2 separate regions of the Oryzias latipes genome follow, and region 1 is linked to region 2. Evidence: chromatin contacts called from public Hi-C data. All regions are on one chromosome and are shown on one strand. Each heading gives the region's core, a stretch centred on a gene start, on an enhancer-like site or on the middle of the called end of the contact. The rest is flanking DNA. Distances are from core to core; before and after follow the strand shown.

The links. Hi-C and Micro-C count contacts between places; a contact is called where the count stands out from the background.
Region 1: a contact with region 2 is called in a Hi-C map of embryo, with 4 times the contacts expected there. The contact joins the promoter of LOC101164402 here to the promoter of LOC101163173 in region 2. A contact is called at or near these places in 3 of 5 Hi-C or Micro-C datasets (embryo and fibroblasts).

Annotation. Positions count from the first base shown.
Region 1 is chr8:8,997,242-9,004,169 of ASM223467v1, forward strand. It overlaps LOC101164402 (syntaxin-binding protein 2), which reads right to left and starts at 3,876. Exons shown (of 19, transcript XM_004071620.4): 1 at 3,805-3,876; 2 at 2,213-2,262; 3 at 2,039-2,120; 4 at 1,817-1,893; 5 at 1,650-1,725; 6 at 1,460-1,563; 7 at 1,025-1,173; 8 at 845-929; 9 at 237-367; 10 at 9-116. The coding sequence starts at 3,841. pet100 (protein PET100 homolog, mitochondrial) reads right to left here. Exons shown (of 4, transcript XM_020705234.2): 2 at 6,313-6,399; 3 at 6,153-6,185; 4 at 5,105-5,513. The coding sequence ends at 5,424.
Region 2 is chr8:8,745,628-8,752,618 of ASM223467v1, forward strand. It overlaps LOC101163173 (calmodulin-regulated spectrin-associated protein 3), which reads right to left and starts at 2,521. Exons shown (of 18, transcript XM_020705221.2): 1 at 2,290-2,521. The coding sequence starts at 2,422. LOC110015471 (a long non-coding RNA gene) reads left to right here and starts at 1,245. Exons shown (of 3, transcript XR_002290672.2): 1 at 1,245-2,431; 2 at 2,514-2,626; 3 at 2,740-2,942. It overlaps xab2 (pre-mRNA-splicing factor SYF1), which reads right to left. Exons shown (of 19, transcript XM_004071358.4): 11 at 6,653-6,784; 12 at 6,406-6,519; 13 at 6,095-6,257; 14 at 5,798-5,988; 15 at 5,261-5,383; 16 at 4,989-5,160; 17 at 4,513-4,639; 18 at 4,313-4,419; 19 at 3,819-4,207. The coding sequence ends at 4,146.

The sequences.
Region 1 (6,928 bases), core at 2,626-5,125, 250 kb after region 2:
AGACTTACTTTGTGACATCTGCAATGTGTTGATGCCTGAGCTGAACCCAGAGCTCATCATCTTCATCCAGTAGCACTTCTCTTTGTTTTGAATTCCCAACACCGGTTGTCTGGTAGCTTAACATAAAGACAGAAATCCATCATTTTGGGGCATCAATGCATCACTGACAGTACAGAGGTATTGCAAGGTACAGAAGTAAAAAAAAAACAAAACAAAGGAAGGCAAAGCTAACTTACGTGTAAATGTCCTGTTTGATATCCAGCAAGTCGTAAGCCATCGCTTGGAAGGTCAACTCATGTAGAACAGGTGAGATGGGATCAAACCCGCGATCAACGATAAGCAGCTGGGATCGTGCTTTATCTGCACCCTTTGTATAACAAAACAAAGAAATAAATAAATGATCATCATCTCAGATTTATTTTGTTGTTTGTTCTCATAAAGAAGGATTTACACTCAGATGATGCCTTGTCATGTCAAGGCTCTACCTTAAAACTTTTAAGACAGAGTTTTGGATACATGAAAGTATGTAAAAATGCCTCATGCTTTTGTCATGTGTTGGGAAAAAATAGAAATAGAAATAGGTATACCTGCCTGTTAAGATATCTTGATAGCAAGGAAATGTCAGCTAAGAAAGACAGAAAAGATGAAGGTGAAAGGGAAAGGTCAAGAGAAAAAATTAAGAAATTAAACCCAGAACCCATAGAATAATTAACAATTTATGAAAATAAAGAAGTGCAGAATCTAAATAGAAGTGTAATCTAATAAAGAGGAAGTTTGTTTTAGAAACAGTGACACAGCAGAGCAAGGGAGACATGGTTGTCGGGTGTTCTTCAAATTTCCTTACCTCTCCCATGCTCGGGTTGTCAGCTTTGTGAGCAGTTAGGCGCCTGCTGACCTCCTCAGCAAGTTTAGCATTTTCTTCAGGTCCCCTAAGACAAAGAATTAAAACATCCTGAATAACTAAGTACATTAAGTTGCAAAAAACAAAAAAATTCAAAACAACTTTCAAGTTAAGCTTCTGTACTTGCGGTATCGGACTGCAGGAAACTCTTTGAGTGTGTCACACAGAGTTGCAATCTGTTCCGCCATATTTTCTATCATTCTGTCTTTGCTTTCACATGGTCTGGAGCCGTAGAATGATTTAAAAGAAGAGGGACTGTCCAAAGAAAATACCTACAGGAAGTTATAACAATTGAGGTCAAATGTTCAAAGATACTAACACAAACAAAAGGTTAAATAAAAAGAAATGCCTGCAGTCCAGCAATAACAACCAAAAGTCTGCCGTTTCATTTTCAACTTTCATTTTAAAACCTGCTACTTTATTTCCCCCTTACATTTGAGCATTAAACAACATTGGAACACAAAAGGTTTTCATTAGTTACAGCAGACAGAAACTTTGGGAATAAAAATACTGCAACTAAAAGTACAATAATTAGGCATTTAAGAGCTAATGGTTTACCTGAGACTCATACGGCAGGAATGCAACATTGATTTCTTTCAGTGTCTTGATAACTTTGGCCACTCTGGATCTTCCAATCTCAGCAAAGAGACTATCTGAACAAGCTTAAAAAAACAGACAGCAAGAAAAATGTTTGTTTTATTCCAAATGTTTTTGTCTTTGTTAATTTATAAAAGCTTTCATTTCTTACCATCGGTAAAGAAGATGTGGGCTGCTTTGTAAGTAAAGACTGTGTCCTTGAAGTCATTGATGAGAGCTTTAACTGACTGTAAAATAAATATTTGTTTATTCAGGGGATTGCAAATGAGAGAAAAATATGTCATCAACTCTTGTAAAAGAAAATCAGAAACATTTAACCTTCTCCATTGGTGATATCAAATAAATGGCTTCCAAACTTGAGATTGGCTCCCTGCACTTATTAATGTCCTCCACAACTAGAAAATGAAAACGGCAGATGAGACATTTTCTCCCCAAACATTCAACTTTTTTCTAAAATAAAATTTCAACAAATATAAATCTTCCAAAAATAAGTGGTATTATGGTCTACATTTAATGAAATCAGATTATCTGTGGACTTACTCGTCACTCCCTCGGCGAGAATATCAGACATCTTGCAACAAGAGGACAGAATCCTCATGCTCATGTGATCCACAATTAAAACCTAAACAAGACGGAGTAAACAAAAGACGTGATCACATTGAAAGTGAAAAGGAAAGACAAAACAGGAAGATTTTTCTATTTGAGCAGTTTTACCTTCCATTCTCCGTCCTTCTTTACACTCTTGATGACTCCATTAAGGATTTCTGAAAAAGGCGCAGAAGAAAAATTGTACGTTATTAAAACTATATGAGCAATCTAGCTGCACAAGGCAAAGTAAACGTTGTGGCATTTTTGCACTGACTTCAGTTTAAAAAAATCCTGAGCACTGTAAACAAAAAAAAACAAAAGCCAGATATTTCATTTCTGGAAAAATATGCATGACTTGTGTTTTTATTCAAGCTTAAGAAAAAAAACAATAAAAGGGAATATCAAATAGTAAATCACCTGCATGGTTTGCCTTACCTGCTGGTTTTTAATATTTTACAAGAAGGAACGGAATAATGTTTCAGACATAAAAATGTGATGATAAGCCTGTTGATCAACAATGTGCTTTAGACTATTTCCTTTACTACTACAATCACTTGAATATTCAAAATTTAACAGAATTACTTGATCTTGGCAAATGAGCAAAAAGATGTTCTTTTAACACAAGAAATTCATGACACGACTATTTTAAAAGCAGTAAAATGTCCTGTAGTGCTGCTGTGGAATAGTTTTATATTTTTCTATTTGAAAAAATTAATAATTATGTCTGTGTTTTTGAAATTTTAATTCTATATGAATTAATTAGGTTTTATTAATTCAACAAAATTCATTGGACAGTCTCAATTTTTGGTATATTTTGACCTAGTTTTGCAATCAGCAGCAAGAGAGAAACACATTTTTTATTCGCAATTTGATGTTAAAAATAAATAATTAAAAAATAAATAAATAAACGATCTGCTTGGATTGTAAATTTTCGTATGAAATAGCAAATCCAAAACTAAAAGAAAACATTTGTTTTTAGTAAATATCTGAGGATTCCATGTCTATTTTTCAGATGTATGGCCTCAATACTATATCACCCTCTTTATTATTATCTTCAACTAGTCAAATATTTTCAAAAGAAATGTATTTAAACGTTGATATTTTTACACACACAGCATTTCTTTCAGTGGGGTGTGTTGTATTATAATGTCATGCAAATGTTTTCAGGCAGCCATTACGTAATTTCTCATAAAACTATGACCGTATTACGTACACGTTAAAATGTTTGAAATTAAAATGACAGAAACTTTAACATGATCTTTGGTCAGACCTTTTACATGTGTTGGATGGTTGCATCTCGAACAAAGTTGCTAAACTTCCTTTTTACATCATCAGACACTGAGTTAGCAACTGTTACTGTTAGCTCCCAACTTGCCAGACCATGACCATTTTTGTCGCAGTTTTTAATGCTTTCAATTTAGAAAATGACAATAAACCGGTCGACAACTTTCTCCTAGCCACTAGTATCTGAAAATAAACATGTCTGAGATATGTATTTATTCGTAGTTTAATGAGTAAAAACTCTTCTTTATTAGTTACGTTGATGTTGGGTGAAACAGGAAGAAAAACTCAGTGTATCAATCATAATAAGAAAACACGGGTGTGTCTTATTCGTCAGTTCCTATCATTACAACAACTGAAATCCAACCAAACCATCCACCATTTCAACTGTTTAAGTATTTGGAAAATGTTTATATTTTAAGGAATTTGATACTTACTTTCTCCGACTACCGCTTTCAGCCCACTCGGTGCCATCTTGGCAGGAGACTGGTAGAAGTCAGTCACTTCCTTATGTTTAAAGCGCAGTTTTTGAAAGTGCAACATCGCCCCCTAACGTCAGATCTGGGCAATCACCCAAACTATTCCTTAACTCCATGCCTAATGATCCTAGTCTGTAAACATGCAAGCAAATTTTAAAAAATAAATAAATAAATGTAAAAAAAATTCTTATCATACAAAAGGAAATTATTTAGTAAAAATCAAATCTGCAAAAAATTAGCATTTGTTTAAAAAAACTCTTAAAAGAGGGGAAGGAAGGGGGAGGCAGGTGACCCTTTACTGAGAAATTAGTAACCATTTAAATGGCCACTTCTGATAGCCTACATGTCTTTATCATTGTTTAATAAAAAAACAGAATCTCTGGTGTTATATTCTGTAAATAAAAATTTTAAAAAAGTGTATTCAACTCAAAACCTTGGGCTTTTGTGAAGCCTCATATTCCTAAATAATTGTTCATTCACTCTTTTCATCATTTGTTTAGAATCATTCTTTCAACATACATACCATTGTAGCCATACTTTGTCAAACTGATGGCCCAAAGTTTGACAAGAATAAGCAGTTTTTGATTCAACTCGTTATCACAAGGCTACAAAACAATTCATTTTTGCAGCATTTAACCATTAGTAGTTTGGTGCTTCTCCTATACACTGTTTGGTTTCTGCCAAATTCAGGGCTTTGCTGCAAAAAACATTTTTTTATACAATTACCACACTTGTTCACCTTTTAGCAGATCCCTTCACAACAGCGAATCACCCAGACTTGGGCCCCCTAGTGGCTACATAGTTAGGCAGTAGAGAGAAGGGTCTTGCCCAAGGACCCACACTGGATGAAGCTCATAGTCCCTCCAGGGACATGAACCCTTGTTTCCCACGCACCAGTCCTACACGCAGCCAACTAAGCCATCCAGCTGCATTTTTAATTTTCCATAAATAAATTAATTCAATAATGCATTGAAATTGTGAAATATGAATGACTTTAGAAAAATAAATTATTTGATAATGGTTTTAACTTCTTAAGATACTTTGAAGTGTCTCTGAAGATTATATGTTTTGACCTTTGGGTAGCATTGCAGCAATGAATTAATCTATATTAGCCTCTGTATGTATAATAGAATAATACTACCCCAAGCTGGCATAAAACTTTTTTTCCTATTTTGACAACAAACATGTCAATAGTACCAGGTAGGTTACTTGAGTAACAAATATTTAGTTATTGAAACTAATAAAAATAAAATAAGAATCCAACAATATTGCTGTGTTTTACTTTACTCCCATTAAAAAACAAGACATTGTTACATCACAAGCAGCTAATTTTTTCATGACAGCAAACTATATCAGTTAATCTTAAAGAAACAAAATATTAGTCACTTAAAAGAAATCTTGCAAAAAATATATATAATTGAAATACATCCTTAATATTGGGTGAAGTATGAAAATGTCCAGAACTTCTTTAGAACATGGATGTCTGTGTTGATTTTCCCGTTTTGACCATGCCTTATTATTGCCCTGTAACCTTATTGTTATGAGAAATCCCTGTATTTTTACAATTTTCGCAATCATCAATTCTCAGAGTCCACAGCAAAAGTCTTTAACATTCGCTGCTCCTTTCTGACACGCATTCGCTCCTTGAAGTCTTCCAGCTCTTTCCTCTGAAATAAAAAAAACAAAAACATTTCGATCATCCAATGTGATATTAATCTGTTTTCAAACATAATGCACTTTAGATGCTACCTGTTAAGATGCTACCTCTTACTCGATAAGCTAAGAACACTTAAAAATAATATTTCAAAGTATGATCATTTGAAGCAATATTGACAGCATGACTCCTCACAAATGTTTATCTGGCTACCAGATAAACAGATAGTTGATTTTAAAGTTTATAAAACAATAAATTGAGTAGGAACTAGACACTCTCCACAAAATAAACAAGGCTCTAAGATCTGCAGAAGCAATCAACTGGGAGAACAACACTTAGAACTAAACCGAATGAAGCTTATTTCTGTTTTGTTGCTGCAATGAGCTCAGACTTCCATTAAAGTCAATGTTTAAAACGTTGCTTTTTTTAATGTTAAAGTCCAACTTTTCATTGTTTTATTAAAAAAATGTTTTCAACTTTATTTAACTTTCATTTCACTTTGTGTGTGCTGCAAAAGCTTTGGCATCTATGCAAGGACTGTTAATAGTTTATGTGTAAAAAATAATCTATATGATCACGCTTTCTTGCCTTAATGAGAAAAATATAAACAGAGGGGAAAAAACGGTATCTATGCTCTTTATTTTACACATACCTTTAACTCCTCACCAGGGGGGAAGATTTCTCTCTGGATACAATAAAAAAAACATTCAGTAAAAGAGGACAATTAAGAATTATTAATAAAGACAAAAAACGAGAATTCATTCAACGAGAATATATTCCTAAATTTTTATAGCTAAATAAAACAGACTTACTTTTCTCTTTACTATGTACTCCTCAAAGTACTCTGCTTGATTTGAGATCCAAAACATGGCCACAGGAAAAGACAAATACAGCATCATCTGCTCAAACAACAACAACAGATCATCATGATATTAGCTGAAAACAAAACGCGAAAGGTAAAATTTCTGAAACTGGCTAAATGGATTTCAAAAACGAATGTTGCCATTTTACACATTTAGGCTTCCTAAAAACACAAACAATTACATCTGTGTTTTAATTAATACTTACTCGGAAAACCTCAATTTTAACACCCATCTTTTGAAAACTGATTCGCAGCAGCAGTAAATGTTACCCTGACATAACCAAAGACCTTCAGACTACTTCCGGGTTTCTGGGTATCCAATCATTTACAAGTCCTGACACATGCGCAAATGAGGATATCCATGAAACAGCTTTTTAGTTAGAAATTTGCGTATTTTGTCCTTTATTGCTTATCGTTTTGATCCAATTTTATTCTGATTTTTTTAAGGCAACATGTCATTTTTTTCTTTTTCTTTTTTACTTTACGACCCTGAAATTCCGCCGCTATCCACTGAGGGGGCTTTGTAGCAGCATATATGTAAATGCATCTATATCTATATAATTCTG
Region 2 (6,991 bases), core at 1,271-3,770:
TGAAATATTATTCATGCCAGTGCAGGGCATTTTATTTCATGTCTATTTCCAAAAAATACATATTGTTGGATTGGACTTTAGATGCCTTTTTTTTTTAATATAACGCACAACTGAACAAAATATTGATAACTTCAAAAAGACCTACAATTTTCAGAAGGGAGAACTGCCCATATGAGGCAGTCCGCACCTAAACGTCTCATCTCTGCATGAATTCAGAGGCTGATCTGCCACAAATGGCCTGCATTGCGTCTTGCCCCACAGCAGCCATAAATTGCATTTGAGGCCCACTGTGCATGTAATAACACGGTTAACAAGGAATATTATTCAATTATGGGATTTCAGAAGCAAACATGACAGCACAGGGGAGCAGTATAAATATCCACGGGGCACATATATCTCCAAATTGGAGGAACCAACCACACTAAACTTGTTTATAGCCTAAATGAGAAAGGGGATTCTATCAATTGGCAATTTTTAAACAACAAAAAAAGGAGCTCAAATTAAAATCAGCAACTGTGACGGAAGTTTTGCTTCAAAGAAGACAAATTTACATTTTAATATTGTTTTGAGAAATAACATTTATGCTGACAACCAGTTGTTTTTATGACTGGGAGGGTGAGTAATTATGTCAACACGATCTTTGTATTATATTACAATTGCATGTTCATTTGGGTGAATATCTGCGTTTAGGCAACAGACACAAAATAATTGGACTCAGCATGTAAACCCAGTTTAATTCCAACAAAATCTCCTGTCTCCTTGGATCACCCTTAAATTAATGTCAGTCAACAATAGCCCAAAAACTAAATTATGTTTGCTCTGTATTCAAAACATATGACCTACAAGTCCTGGTATTAAAAAGAGATAATAGGGGGATTAATCCCCTCCTTTCAAAGAGAAGTGGGTCTGCTGCATGTTATTGTCTAAGGGAAACAAAAAAAAAGAAAAAGAAAATTGCAAGCCAATTACTTCAGGCTTCACAGAATATGAAGTTTTACATTCCATGGTGCTTATGTTTCCATGGGAACGTATGGTTATTGTTACTGGTTTCTGATACTGTATAGTCTGTGCATTCCCACAATCCCCATCGCATTTTTCCACGACAACACAGATATGTTAACACAAACACATCAGCAGATTATCATTAGATATTCACACAAGCTTAGCATTTCAAGTCAATCATGAACTGAGTTGAGCACACTAGAACTTCTACAATAACCTGCAAAGACAGTAAAAAAACTCACATTTTGGCCTCATTAATTGAATTGACCTTGAAGAGCTCAGGACCTGGTGACTCAGACCGTCTCGGTTCTGTTGTTCTGCTGAGCTTCTGAGAAGAGGCGAGATGAAGTCATCTTGAATTTGCATGAAGCCATCAGCGAGGCCATTGGCTTGATTAAAGCATAAACTAAGGGTTTTCTGGCAATGTTTCCACTCCTTGGCGTGTTGCTTCGGCCACTGGGTGTGGCTGCAGTGCTAAACCAAGTACACAGACCTGAAGAAGTCCTAAACCAAAGATCTGCTCAGGATTGGGAAACACCTGCATCCTATGGGTTCAAGTTAAATCCCCTCTTTAAACATTGCTGAACAAGTCCATTTAGTCTCATCCTCCTCCATATTGTTTTGAATGAATGAACACAAGGTTACTTTTATGTGCAGTCATGTAAAAGTAATAGTTTGTGAGACCTTGGTGTTCCAAAACAAAGAAGAATTTGACCACTTCAGGGTCAAAGCGGAGGCAGACCAAACCATGATAATGCCCCTTAAACCTCACACAACAATGAGTTTTTCCATTGGTTTCTTTAGAGTTTATTTAGTTTGACAGGTGCTGAATGATTGTTAAGTAATCACACTTAAAACATGAGACAAGGTGATATGAAATGAAAATAGGTTACATGTCTTTCACCACAGGAGAAGAAGAAGCAGCTTTTCTAGGGGGCATTGATTAAATCCCATCTATTTCGTGGTTTGCTGGTTTAAACACCAACCAGAAGTGTCACTTCAGACCTCCTGGCTAGTAACGAGGCAAAAATGAGTTAGCTTGATAAGGGAGGCCTACAAGAGGAGGCCCGCTTGTCTCTCAAACACACAGCCCGAGAACAACTGACATGTGTCACAGGGAAAAGTGCCTACTGTGCATGCGCACTGCCTTCTTTGTGCTTTAAAAAATGCTGAACTGTACACTGCAGCTTTCCTCGTTAGCGTTCTTCGCTATCGGGATATAAACAAACTGTTAGCCCTAAAATATAGTCTCCAAAACACACATTAGGGACTTGAAACAGATCCTACCTGCACTGCCGTACGACTTCGCCAGCAGCCATCCAACACTTGCGCATATTTTTGCTTTAGTGCAGTCATATAAATCCAATGGCTTTATGTCTGGAACCACAAAAGTCTTCCTCATGGTGGGAGAGTCCACCATGGCGAGCCGGTAAGTGAAGCGCTACCCGCAGAAAAATCGACGCGCGACCGTATTTAAAAAAAAAATATTCAAGCTGGAGTTCTTGTTGTAGATGATCCCACACGACGAAGCGAGGGCTGGAAAAATACGGATGTGGTACCGCGTTTTCCCAAGTAAATATCCGCCCCGTCCTGATTCCAAGCCAAAAAAAAAAAACCTTCTCTGGTGTGTGGTTTTCAAAGCGAACTACCTATTTCATTCTGTCGCTGTACTAATAAAGCCCTTACCCGCTGGACTTAGAAGATAATTTGGACTATTCTTCTTGTTTTTGACCTTAGTCCGCATTGCCGTGTTGTCAGTTCACCGAACAGTCCCATTCTGCCCAGTGGATGACTGACGACCAGGTGCTCCACACTGACACCGCTCTAACAGCCCGCCAGCCAATAGGAATTGCGCACGAGCTCTGAGGGCGGGATCTCTGTCCCTGAAGATGGCAGGTAGAGATGAGGATGTCTTTACTACAGGTGCATCGAAGAGACAGGTAAATGCCTGAGGGGACACTTAGTAGTGAACGACAATAAATGTTTTAAAGTGAAGTCTTTTCAAACTACAAATACCTTCAAAACCCCGTATTTTTATATATCTATATATATATTTATTTATATACAGATTTGTACAAATACCTATTTTAAAGAGGTTCATCACATTTTGCTGAAAGGTGTGGAGTTCCCTAAATTTACCACTCAAGTAAATCTGGAAGAGGATTTTATTTTAATCTGTTAAAAAAACTGAATCCCTTAGTACTTTTTAGTAACTTTTGAGACAGATGGGCAGCGTAAATCCTCTAAAAACACCAGTTTTGTAATACTACATACAATAAACTGATACTTTAATGACAAAATAAACGTAATTTATAAAGTAAACCATATCTTTTATCTTTTCTATTGTATCTTTATATACTTGCATATACTTGAATTAAATGGGCTCCAGTTTTTAAAAAAAACTGCATTGTATTTCTTAAAAAATGCCTCAGAATAGTGCAGAAGGGAAATAATTTCAGCCAAAACCCTTCAGTGTCCACAAATGACTCCTCTATGGTTGTGATTATGCTAAGAAATTCTGAGAGTATAAATTAGGATACATAGCAAACCTTTGACTAAAACTGTAACAGCTAAACAAAGTCTTCCTATTGCATGTTAAGTATTTTATAATTAGTTTCATCAAAGTGATTTGTGAATACAAAACTGCTGTTTGAGTCTGGAGACAGTGACTATTAGTAATAGAAACAAATGGTTTTAGGAAATACATGGCTTGTTTAACTAACCAGTTTATGCGTCTTCCTCATAGGTTTAACACTTGTACATTTTAAAGATACCAGCTAAACAAAGTACCTTTCTTTTTTTTCTGTTACGGCAAATTTGACATAAGAGAGCATGGTCACGTTTATTTTAAAGAACTTTCAATAAAGCAAACAAAACACTTGTTTTCATGTAAGCACATAGCAACAGTTCAGAAGAGAAACAAAAAGCTCTTTTGTCTTTTAAACTAGCATTTAAGAAAGAGTGACACCTTGTGGCCAAAGTAGTAATTGTTCACTACAAAATCTAAAGAGACAATGCTCCATTCTATTTTTATAATGAAATCACTTGAAGGTACAACTTAACATGTATTCAAAGTTTAAAATTATTATAATCCCAGATTATATGAAATATCAAAAGTCTTTCTGAAAAGGTGCAGAGTTCTTTCAGTCTTCTTTCAGTCCTCCAAAGACAGCTGTGGGGATGCTCTTCTGCTCCAGCTGCACCTCTGCAAAGTCCCAAAACATTTTTAATGCCTTTTCATTACCAAAGACTAGTAGTCAAACATGTCAAAAGATCAACAAAAAACAGTTCCACTTAGTCTGGCACATACCATCAGGTCCTCGGTCGTCATCATCTTCATCCTCATCATCGATGTTGATCTCATCAGGATTGGCTTGTTTAGAAAGTTCAGCCAACTCACTACGAGATGTATCACTCCTATATGGAAAACAATGAAAACAGCTTTTTTTCAAAACCAGCACATTTTTCAGAACAACATTCTCTTTTTTGGTGAAAAGGCAGTCAAGAGACCTGACAAAGAGAATCTTCTCCTTAGGTTTGGGTTTGTCCAGCTCTGCCTCGGCTGCAAGCTGCTGGGCTTTCTGCTCCAGCATCTTCATATCATCGATGCCCATCTGGCCTGGAGCAAGGTCTGACACTGATGATAGAAAATAAAAAATGAAAAGATAAGACATTTATTACATGAACAATTGTTTTTATGAGTACTAAAATGTATCATCTCTTTTAAGCAGGCCTACATTCATTCCTCAAAAAAAATAATCAAAAAATGTATTGGCAACACTGCACAGAGGAGCTGGATGCCGTCTTTAGCCTGGAAATCCTAACTTCTTTAACGCTGTGGTACTTCAACACATTACACGCTACCAAAAGGTTGAGTAATACTTCTCCAAAGCTAGAATGATTACACCAAAATAAGCAATGAAATGTTATCACAAGTTAAAGACTGAAAAGCATCACTAACATAAGTTGAAACTCTGTTCTCTCACCAGTGCCTGTGGAGCTTGTAGTGGCTTTCAGCATCTGTGAGGACATAAAGTTGACCTGGGTGTTGTAGGTAGCTTGGACACTGCGCTTGATCCTCAACATCTCTCTGATGGTGTCTTCATTTCCATGGCGTATCTCAAATTCTTTCCAAGTCTGCCAGAAGTTTGCTGTCAACTGAAATTGAAGAGAATAAAAGCATTAAGAAGACTTAGATTAAACCCCACTTGTTCCTTTAAAAGGGACAAAAAGAAGTCATGGAGGTGGTTTCTCTTACCCTGGGGTCACAGATCTGAGAACAATAGGAGTAGATCGCTCTGGCCCGATCAATCTCCCCAAGTTTACTCTCCATATCAGCAAATCGCAGACACATGTCTCTGGCGTGCTCATCAGGAAGGACCTGGACAAACGAGAGATGGAAACTTGCAGATATGAGACATTTAAAGATCTGACATTGTTGTTCTGTTTGGGTGCAGACAAATGAATATTTGATCCAACTTCACCACAAATTCTAATAAGAAAACTACCGGTAATAATTGAGCTTTAAATGTTCTGTCATATTCTAGAAAGGGGTCTAAATAGAACACATTTCAAAATCATTTGCATAAATAACTCACTGAATATTAGAAACATCAAATATAACATGAGCTGAGAAACAAAAAACATGATTTTAAGTGTCTCGAAATTTCAGATCATGCATTCATTTTCAATATTAAAGAAAACTGCATTTGTTACAGAAATTATTTTTATCTATTTGCTTTTGTCTGAATTGAGAAAAGACATCAACTGAACAGCTTTAGTGTGGCTTTCAGACCTCGATTGCTTTCTGATATATGGCTCTGGTGTATGTCACTCCATATATTTCAGCTGCTCGCTTGATGTAGATGTTGAACATATGATGTCTCTCCTCGGGTTCCACTGCCTGTGTTGCTCTTTCATAGACAGCCATGGCGTGACGAGCCAATCCATACTCCTCCTCCAGTTTAGCATACAGCAGATAGATGGCTACAAGTGGGGAAAGAGCAAGAAGAGGTCAGAGCACAATACATAAAATTAAAAATATATACTTTAAATTTACAATGAATGCATATGTATATATATTTTAATTTACTTTTGGCAAACTTGGCAGGGCAGCCATCCAAAGCTTGTTCAAATAAATCTCTGGCTCGTTCCAGCTTCTTGCCACCATAACGGTCAATAAACTTGGTGAGGTAGGTGTTCCAGATGTCATACACATTTGGCCACTTAAAAAGTGCGATTCCTCGCTCGTATGCCTGAAAAGCATTAAAAGAAATGTTTCAGAAAACCGCAAACACCTGTATTTCTTCCCAGGTATAGAAAATTATCAAAGGGATACAAAACAAGAACTGGTACAATTTACCAGCCAACCAGAATGAACAATATCTATTTGCAGACTCTTACTTTGAAGCTTTCCTCAAAGTAATTGTGCTCTTCCAGGAACATGGCATAGTTGATGATGATTTGCGGAGTGGCGATGCGGAGATCAATAATGCGATCATATACTGCTTTTGTAGACTGTGGGAGGGATTGTAAAAAAAGCCAAAGAGGAGTTAGACAGCCAGATCTAGGTACACACTTAGCAATTAAACTGTACTAGACACTTTTGGATTTTAGAATATATTTTTCTCAAAACATACAATGAACAAACCTGGAAGGTGCCGAGACTTTCCTCCAGGTCTGCCAGCATAGACCAAACCTTCAGGGACTTATAGACTCGGTTTTGGACCGGCTCAGATGAATCAAAATACTCTGCCTTCTTTGATGGGATGGCTGTGGCTTTCTACAAATATTCAGACATTTTAAATGCAATAGAAAAAATAAAAAATCCGTGGGGCCACTAATGCATATTTTTGGAGTTAACTTTTTCCAAATTCTGTTCAAGACATAAAAAATGTGTAATTTGTGAGGAAACATTCCCCAATAACTAAATAAAAAAAAACAATATCTCTTTTGAGTAATAAATTCTAGTATTTAAAACTTTAAACTA